2 separate regions of the Mus musculus genome follow, and region 1 is linked to region 2. A link is a contact called in public capture Hi-C data. All regions are on one chromosome and are shown on one strand. Each heading gives the region's core, a stretch centred on a gene start, on an enhancer-like site or on the middle of the called end of the contact. The rest is flanking DNA. Distances are from core to core; before and after follow the strand shown.

Region 1 (5,067 bases), core at 2,319-4,818, 440 kb before region 2:
AACTCTTAGTTCAGTCCCTAGTGCATTGAAACTACTGTTATCAAGCTTCCCTTTGCCAGACCGTCCCACTTCTATGTGTCCCTGCTATGACCTCCCACAGCATGAGATGCTTTCATGAAACTGCTGCGCTTGTTTCCTCTTAGTGACTCCTCCTTCACTCTGCTCCACTCAGATCTCAGACTGTGCTGGCTCTACTCTCTACAACTTCCACCATCATATACCAATGACCATTCCTATTTCAAGGCTTACCTGTCCTCCTGTCCAAGAGGCTCCTTGATGTCCCTCTCCATTTGCACGTAGGGAAAACCCCTTAATAGCGCTATGTTCAAAATCCACTTACCCAACCTTCTCCATCTCAAGAAACTGCAATGCCACAAACCCAAGTTCTTTGACTTATTTACTTTTCGTTAGTTTACATTTGTGTAGCATTCCATGGATTCTGGCCTTTGCACGATGGCTGCTACCATTTCTACAGGGCCGAGACTTATCTCTCCACAGAAGACTTATCTCTCAGCACAATTCTCTGCTTTTGTTTGGTCTGCTCCAGGAGTCACTGTGTTACTTTCTGATACACATAAGCACATCTCTTTGTCTTAGTAGAATTAAGTCTCCTCTCAGATACCAGCACCTTCAATTTGAAGAAGAGCTGGATGCTCTCTGCTTCTAGAACCTCACTTATCCAGCAAAAACTGGCCTTGTACCACAGTCTTCCAGATACTGGCTTTTAGAAATCCTGCTCCCAGGAGACCTCCACAGACACCAAGATGAACCCCAATTTTTTAAAAAGACAACAAAAATCTTACCAACACTTTTTTTTTTTTTTGCTAGTAAGAAAAGGATGTTTTAGCAAAAACAAAACAGAACAAAAAACAAACAAACAAACAAACAAAAAAACACCCAGGCTAGAGAATCTCTTTTGTTGTGAACACAACTTCTTTGGTAAGAGGCCAGGCATAGTGGTACAGACTTTTACTGGAGGCACAGGTAGGAAAGCAAGAGGATGGTGAGTCTGAAGCCAACCTGGGCTACACAGTGAGACCCTATCTCAAAAAAAGGAAAGAATTAGAAAGGAGGAAACTCTGGTATCCTTACTTTTGAATATAATCTAATCATCCTCTTTAGTACTAAAGACTGAACTTAGGGTCTTGGTCATGATCAACAACTCCCTAGTGCTGAACTACAGTCTCACTTCTTATTGTTCATTTTCAGATGTAGTTATGGTATGACTGTCTTGTCTTCATGGTATATATGTGGAGTACATGTGTGCTTGATGTTCATGGCGGTCAGATCCACTGGAATCGAGTCATGAGTCACCATGTAGATGCTGGGAATAGAATCCAGGTCTTTTGCAAAAGCACCAGGTGTTCCTAACTACTGAGCCATCTCACCAGCCCCCTGCATCCCCCTCACATTTTAAAAAAAGATTTATTTACTATGTACACAGTGTTCTGCCTGCATGTACACCTGCACACCAGACGGGGGCACCAGATTTCATTGTAGATGGTCAGGAGTCACTATAGGGTTGCTGGGAATTGGACTCAGGACTTCTGGAAGAGCACCAGTGCTCTTAATCTCTGAGCCATCTCTCCAGTCACTCCTCCCTTACTTTTAAAAATAAAACGTTTTATTTTAAGCTGTGTTATGGTGGTGCACGCCTCGGGAGGCAGAGGTAGGAAGAGCTCTGAGTTCAAAGCCAGCCTTGTCTATAGAGCAAGTTTCAGGACAGCCAGGACTATACAAGAAACCTTGTCTCAGGAAAAACAAAAACAAAAACAAAACAACCAACAAACTAAACCAACTTTTTATTTTAGACACGATTTGCCTACAATTCCCTCTACAGCCTAGGCAAGCCTGAAGCAACAAACCTCCTGCCTCAATCTCCCAAGCTAGAATTAGAGGTCACACACCAAGGCCAGTTTTACTTTTGGATAAACGTTAACTTAAAGCCAAATCCTTTACAGGCATTATTCTAAAACCTAGGATTAGCCGGGCAGTGGTAGTGCACGCCTTTAATCCCAGCACTCGGGAGGCAGAGGCAGGCGGATTTCTGAGTTCGAGGCCAGCCTGGTCTACAGAGTGAGTTCCAGGACAGCCAGGGCTATACAGAGAAACCCTGTCTCGAAAAACCAAAATAAATAAATAAATAGTAAAAATAAACAAACAACCCCCCCCCAAAAAAAAACCCTAGGACTAAATTAATGAAATAAGACAGAATTGGAATTTATAGTTGGGTGTGGCCCGGGCAAAGTGCAAAGTTAACAGAATAACTATATAAACTGAGATGCTGAATAATGACAGAAGAGCAATTCCAAATATTAAAGCAAAACCGCGAGCAAAAGCATACGGGTATATCAAGAACACCTATATGTCTACTGAGATGACTTGCGTCTTAGAAGACAGAATAAGCAGAATTGCTCCTGCCCTCAGCCTACGGAAACAACACATAAAGTAGAGGGGTGACGAGTTAAGGAAGAGTTGAGAAGCGTGAGAAGCGACATTAACAAGCCGAATTTTCACTCCCTCGGGACTCAGGGCAAGGAAACCAGGTCCCCGCACCTCCTGCTGCCAAGGCAACGGACCTGAACTGAGGAGACAAGCTTCTCTCTCTGCCGGCTCGGTAGAGGAATGAACCCTAGACCTCATGTCAGTCACCACTCACACTTCACAGCCATAGAGCTTGAGAGACTCATACGTACCAGCTCTACTGAGATGAGAACAGAACCAACACTCCAATGGGCCTGTTCAAAAAGAAAGTTCCCTTTCCCCTCAGCAGCTCCTTTTGAACCCTCAGCATCACCGATGGGCCGGAGCGACCTCTGTCCTTTTTCCCCCCATAGGGACTCCGGTTGATGGACTCCTTCCTAGTACACAGCAAGGAGACCTGGTACTAGGCACCTGCTAGCTGAAAAGCCGGCATACCCCAAAGGAGAAAAGTGGGAGAGAAAGGAGAGGGGCGCAAGAAAAAAAGAGTAAGGGTGAGGACAGAGGAAGTTCCCAGAGAAGCAAATAATGATACTACAGGCCAACAATCTCCAAGCCGGCTCTTACCGTCTGTGGGAGACGCCATCTTCCAGCCCATGTCACGTGACGTAACCAACCGTCGGCGGGAAAGCGAGGATCCGCAAGCCACGCCCCTAGCAGGGATAACCTATCCTTAGCTCACAGCCCGGTCTCGTTTCCCTACTTCATAGGGTAACATTTGCCTAGTCCCACCCCAGACAGCAGCCCCACCCACGGAGTGGTTAAAGTGGAACGCAGGCAAAATTCTTCAAGGACCTTATTTACTTTCCTTAGCAAGGGGGCGGGACCTTAGAGAGCCTACCTACAGCCAATCGGAGTTCCCGGTTAGGGGGCGTCTTCCCTGTGTGCTTACTATGCAGTACCAAGTCGAGGGGGCGTCTCCATATTTCCGCCAACAAAAATAGGATAAAGTGAGAGAAGCCCAGAACGCTTCCACCTTTGACCAATCACCTATTCCCAGGGGTGGGAATGATGGGTGGAGTCAAAGATTCCGACAAGTGATTGGTTATAGGAAGTGGCCCTTCCCTCCAATGGAGAGGCTCGGTCGTGTTCTGGGCGTGGCTTAACGGTGTTGCTTCAAGGGAGGCACTGGCAGCCGAGACGCAGGCGAGCTGGGCAGAGTCGGTGAGCCATGGCGGCGGCAGTGGCGGCAGCGGCAGCAATGCGGTCCCGGATCCTGCAGGCGAGTGAGGGTGGCGACGAGGGACCATGATGTTAGAAATGGGTCCTTTCCGCCCCGTCTCTAAACCATGCTTCTGCCGGACAGACTTCTTGGCCCAGCCCCTTCTTTGCAGCCCCTTGTGTTCCACCAGACCCGTGCGTCAGGGCTGTCACTCTGTACCGCCTGGCCCCGAGATTCAGCCCCGGACGGTCACGCCTGCTCCCCACTCCCCTTTACTCCTGAGCCTTTTCTTTTTTAGCTTTGACCCACCCACCTCCAGTCCAGCTCAGTCCTTGCTGTCACATGCTGGCTTGCTTTCTCTTTTTTGGTTCCTCCCACGGTCTCTCTTTCACCTCTGTACCAGCCACCTCTGTGCCCCAGAAACTCCTCCTTTTGGTCGCTGTACATAGAGTACTTTCCTTTGCCAGGAGCGTCCCTTCCCCCCATCCAGCCTCTATGTGAGGCAAGAGGGGATGGGAGCTCATTAAGGACATGGAACTAAGATCAGAGAAGGAACTTTGAATCTCCTAGACATGTACCCTAGGTTTTCATATCAAAAAGGCAGCCATTTGTTAGTTTTCACAAACATTCTGGCTTTTAGTGTTTTTCCCAAGCCCTGGGCCAAGTTAAACTTTCTCAGCGAAGTTAAACTTTTGGAGGTAAATAAGGGCATGTGGTTTTGCTAATACTGCTTCATTCAAAAGACTAAACATTCCCCCAGACAGGTGGTAGAAAATAAGAGCCTAGGAAGACACCTTCCGAAAATCAGTTCTCAAGTGCCGACATATCCTCTTCTAGGCTGCAGTTGGAACCCCACGGACGCCGCGCAAGGGAAGTTGTAGAGTTCCAGAAGCTGTATGCCGGCGATCCCCAGCTTTGATTATAGCTTTTCCCTGTGTTTGCATCTTAGCATGGACTTAGAATCTGAGGCAAGACTTGCTCTGTTCCTGGCAAGATTCATAATCCAGTATTAAGCGACACTATCTCTTACTCATCCAGCCTAGGAATGTCTCCTGTTGCACTTTTATATAAACTTTAATTTCTTTCTACTCATCAGGTTTTTAGGAGATCTACTGCAGAAATGTGTGCATGTGTTTGATTCTTGGTGGAGTCCCCAAAGGGTCAGGTTTGAATGTCATTTAATGGGACAGTGTAGAGAATGAGCTGGAGGTCTTTGGAGGTTGGCGTGACCTCACTCCCCTACTTCTGTTCTGGTATCTTTTCCTAGTAACAGATAGAGCATTTCCTCTCTAGGTTTTCTATTCCCAACCTCTTAAAATCCTTTATATATATAAAAAAAAAATCTCTCCCCTCTCGTCATTACCCCATCACCATGAGTCAATGAAAATCCTGAGGTATTTTGTCTTTTGCATAAAAGCAGAATT
Region 2 (4,606 bases), core at 1,315-3,814:
TACTCAGCAAGTCCTCCAGGAGACACTCTTTTTTTAATGCTCCCCCCACCCACCCCCAGCGCACCAACATTAGGCAAAGGCTTCTCTTGCATGCTCTTTTCTTGCCTGCTCTCTATGTAGGCTAAGCTGGTAACAGAGACAACAGGAATCAGAGAGGGAGAAAAGGCAGAGCTGCAGCTTTGATAGCCGAGCACTTAGCAGACCAAGCCCTGAAGCCCCTAAGGTAGGCTGCTGCTCTCGCCCCTCAGCAGTCCTGTGAGGTGGTGTGTGCCCAGCACCTGGCACCCAGTTCCTGAATGGATATCTCAGCTTCCAAGCAACTGGCACGGTGTCAGCCTGCAACTCCTCCTCTGAGCATAGCCCTGGCAAAGGGCAGGCTTCCCAAGTTGTCATGGCAACAGTCACTGGGCTGTGAAAGAGTTCAGACAGCCGGATGAAGAAACAACCAATGATTTAAGCAGAGCCAGGGAAAGAATAAAAGTGGAAATAAGGAGATGGCAAGAGAGAGTAGGGAGTCGACGCTAAAGAAGACTGAAAGCTCGAAGCTCCGGAGTGCTGGTCACCAGAAGACTCCAGACAGCTGCCAGTTCTATCGAGGGTCTTAGACTTACGGATATAACATTGGCCAGAAGTGAAGGGACCTGATGCCCAAGACCTTCCTGACAGTGACACTAGAGGATGCCACCAATTGCTGCTTTTGCCCACTGCTGTGGCTCTCTGCTGGTGAACACTAGGGGAATGACCAGCGATTGCAGAGCTTGCTTCCCTGTGATCTCAGCTTAGGTTGAGCAAAAGATTCAGGCAGCTGTGGGTCAATTACTCCGACTTCTAGAGATTCAACTCGATTTATTCATAGCTCCAATAGTGGGGGCGTTTGGACTATTTTTAAGCAATGTACTTTCTGGGGCAGACATGTCACAAAATAGGGCAGAATTACATATTCATCTACCTAGCTAAAAACTTAATTCTTCCCAGAGTAACTGAAAAAACACTTCCACTCTCTCTAGCGGTGTGTTGAGTGGCATTTCCTCCAAGCAAAATTGACATTAGTTGGAAATGGCAGGCTTTGAAAGTTTTGTCACTCTTGAAGCTGCACAATATATCCTATAGTTTAGGGTTTTTGTTTTGTTTGTTTGTTTTTGATTTTTCAAGACATGGTTTCTCTGTGTAGCCCTGGCTGTCCTGGAACTCACTCTGTAGACCAGGCTGGCCTCGAACTCAGAAATCTGCTGGCCTCTGCCTCCCAAGTACTGGGATTAAAGGCATGCGCCACCACTGCCTGGCTCTGTAGTTTAGTTTTGCATGTTGCTTTTGCACTTGTCTTTGGTTATTAAAGAGGCAAAACAATCTCCTATTGCTGGTCTACAGGAAAGGCCTCCCTCCTAGTCTATGTAAGTCTTAGAGTGCAATGGAAAGAAAAACTGCAGAAGGAAGAAACGACCCCTGTTTTGAAAAGGGGTTTTGCTTTGTTGACCAGACTGGCTTGGGGCTCCGATGTCAAGGCAGCCTTTTGCTTTGGTGTCCCAACCTTCTGCACAGTTCAAAATGGATTAACATTTAAAAAAATATTTAAAGATGGCTATTGATTTGGAGATAGGATTTTTTGTTTGTTTGTTTGATTTTTAGTTAGTCCTGTTTGTCCCAGAACACACTCTGTAGCTGGCTTGGTACTCAGAGATCCCAGTAACTCTGCCTCCCCAGTACTGGGATCAAAGGTTGTCCACCAACCACACCGGGTGTATAACTGCTACTTTTCATTTTATTGTTACAAGGGTCTTGTCCCTTTCCTTAAAACTTACTAGTGGCATTAGTCTTGTAACTTAGCAGCGGAATTGAAGGACCAGCTTCAGGCAAACAGCATCACCATAACAGGCTCCTTCCAGTCCAATCCTGTCTCCTTCCCACCGAGTCCTAGATCTTTTGGAGCTACCCTTTTCTTCACTTCTGAGTTCGAGGCCAGCCTGGTCTAGAGTGAGTTCCAGGGCAGCCAGGGCTATACAGAGAAACCCTGTCTCAAAAAAAAACAAAAAACAAAAAACAAAAAAACAAAAAAACCCACAAGGGAACTTTGAGCAAAGGGAATGTGGAGGGCTGCTCACCTGGGGGCAGGAAGAGCGTGGCGCGCACCCGGCCCTCTCGTACGGGCACGCGCCGCACCCCCGGAGCCAAGAAGTGACGCTCGTGCACCGCATGTGCAAGCCGCTGCCCGCCGTCGGGCTCGTGTCCGTCCAGCACCTCCAGCTCCACCACGAAGGGCGTCTGCACGTCGCGCTTGACCAATCGCCAAAAAGGCCGATCGGGCTCCATGGCCCAGAGCAGCCCCATGGGCTCGAGCCCCGAGAAGCTGCCGCCCAGCGCGGGCGTGCGCGCCAGGTCCAGCTCGCCGTGGGAGTCCGCGCGGTAGCGCGCGTGGGCTCGGAAGAGCGCGCCCTTCTCGTCGCGCAGGACAGAGCGCAGCGTGACGGGCTGCTCCGGGGCCAGGCCGCGCACGGCGATGCTCAGCGGTTCGTCCCAGCAGCTGCGGCCCGAGGGCTCAAGGTTCAGCGTCGCCTCCATCTCGAGCTGGACTGGAAGAGGAGGGTGGCCTGGGCTCCTGGAGTAGTTAGTAGTTGCGGGCGGGACCACTCGCTGCAGTCCCATTGGTTGGCCTCAGACAGACACCTCCTAAGAGTTGTGAGACTTCTTTGTGCAAATCCTGGTTTCGCAATTGAAAGGAAGAATGTTTGCTAAGAACAAAGAACCTGCTGGAGAGTCCACAAAGTGTCTAAATCAAAGCACAATGACAGCCAAAGCTGAAAAGAATAGAAGCTACAGTTCCTCGTTGAAATTCAGAGGGTTCCCAAGAGACACACTTGGCCTGGTTCCTTCTTAGCCGGCAGTCTTTGACCAAGAATTTCCCTCGAATTCTTGGTCTCTATCTCTCTTTCCAGGATGGCTTAGTGTTTACGGAATCTAAAGAACTGGGTGCAGTTTGTGCTTCTGGGATATTGACGACTTTTACAAAAGCACACAATTTTCTGGTGTTTCCCTTATCTGAAAGGCCTGCTGGGGCTATTAAAAAAGAAAAGGATGTACTGCTGGTAGTCTGGTCTTCACTTGAGGGAGGAGTGTCCGGTCCTCTCCAGTCCCCCACCCCCCCCCCCCACACACACCCCATCGCTTAACCCCCTAGCTCACACATCTAACTGCTGTCCTAGTCAGTTTGGATTTCTAACACCGGGGGTCTGTAGATCTGAGTTCTAACCAGAAGTAAGTGGTCCACGCAAACTGGGCGACAGGAGTCCCTTCACAAAGGGACTACATGATTGTTTGTTTGTTCGTTTGTTCTTTCTTGGGTTTTTCTTTTACAGAGGTGCGGGAAGATTGTGAACAAAAAGAAACACCAACAGTATTTGTTGCAGAACTGTGTCCTCCGACCTAAAGGGAAGAGGGCTTCCAGACAGGAACTGCAGCTTTGTGAACCAGAGACAAGTGTAGAATGCAGGCGTTAGGTTGACTGAATACCCTTGATTTCACTCTTCATTGGTGGTGGTGTCTTGCCAGTCAGTGCCTCTTCTTGGCTGAACCCAGCTCTGCAGGTTCAGGTTTTAGTGACCTTTCTCCCCATTCCTGCGAATGAAGCAACTGCTGCAGGTATTTGGAGTACCTGTTTCTAAAAGAACCTTGTGGGGAAACCCCCACTCAGCTCCCGATTCGGCGTGCACCCAAGAATCACGAATAGAACACAACACCTTGATGTAACAACACGAGGTATTTTAATGGCGGAGCTTCGGGTCGAAACATATCTCACACAGGAGACAGTGGATTCGACCACGAGGCTTGGAAGCTAGGGGTTTTTATAGAAAAGGAGTGGGGCTGGGGGAGGAATTGGCACGGTTTCACATGATTGGTCCATTTAAACATCAGCAGCCTGTAACATTTAACTTAGGTCAGAGGGGTGGGAGATGGGCCTGCCCCGGCATGTCCTGGTCTGTTCTGCTATGTTCTCAGCCCCAGGTTTCAAAGCTCACAAACAACTCTTTGGGCTATTTGACATACATTACATGAATCACAGGTCTCAAGTTTTATTTCCTTTCATTTCTAAGAAACTGTAGCCTCTCATTCGGGGGCCACTGAGCTTGAAAACACAATGCTCCTGCCTCCCCAAACCCCAACACAGAGATTGAAATGCGCAGGCAGAATGCACAAAGCGGATTCTCTGCCCCTCCCATCATGCCCCAGACGGTGTGAAGAGACATACAGATGACTCTCTAGTGCGAGAGGGAAAAGGACCCAAGGCGATGGCCTGGGACTGGCTACTGAACACAAGTTCACACTTCGAGGCTCTAATCTTAAAGCCTGGAACATGTAGTTACTTCTCAGGCCCAGTGTCAAGAGTACAATATCTATAAGGAAATCAGTTGCCACTGAAGATTCTCCATGCCCGTGAGAGGTCAGTAAAACGATAGAAATTCCAGTGTTTTCACTGACTAGAAGTAGGCTGAGCCCAATACCCAGATATATGACCTGTCTCCAGGATTAAACTGAAGCACTATTTTCTGTCCCCTTTCCGGTAAGGATTTCATGGAAAGATAAAATCCTTTCCCTGATCTAGCACTTAATTTCT

The links. Capture Hi-C pulls out chosen DNA fragments and counts their contacts.
Region 1: a capture Hi-C map of macrophages shows a contact between it and region 2, with 2.4 times the contacts expected there. The contact joins the promoter of Aldh6a1 here to the promoter of Acot1 in region 2. A contact is called at or near these places in 1 of 115 datasets of contacts at active chromatin or transcription factors (pancreatic cancer cells) and 2 of 9 other capture datasets (macrophages and pancreatic islet).

What each region holds. Positions count from the first base shown.
Region 1 is chr12:84,449,525-84,454,591 of GRCm38.p6, reverse strand. Aldh6a1 (aldehyde dehydrogenase family 6, subfamily A1) reads left to right here and starts at 3,568. Exons shown (of 12, transcript NM_134042.3): 1 at 3,568-3,703. The coding sequence starts at 3,653. Lin52 (lin-52 homolog (C. elegans)) reads right to left here and starts at 3,084. Exons shown (of 6, transcript NM_173756.4): 1 at 3,049-3,084. The coding sequence starts at 3,079.
Region 2 is chr12:84,007,460-84,012,065 of GRCm38.p6, reverse strand. Acot1 (acyl-CoA thioesterase 1) reads right to left here and starts at 2,564. Exons shown (of 3, transcript NM_012006.2): 1 at 2,100-2,564. The coding sequence starts at 2,556.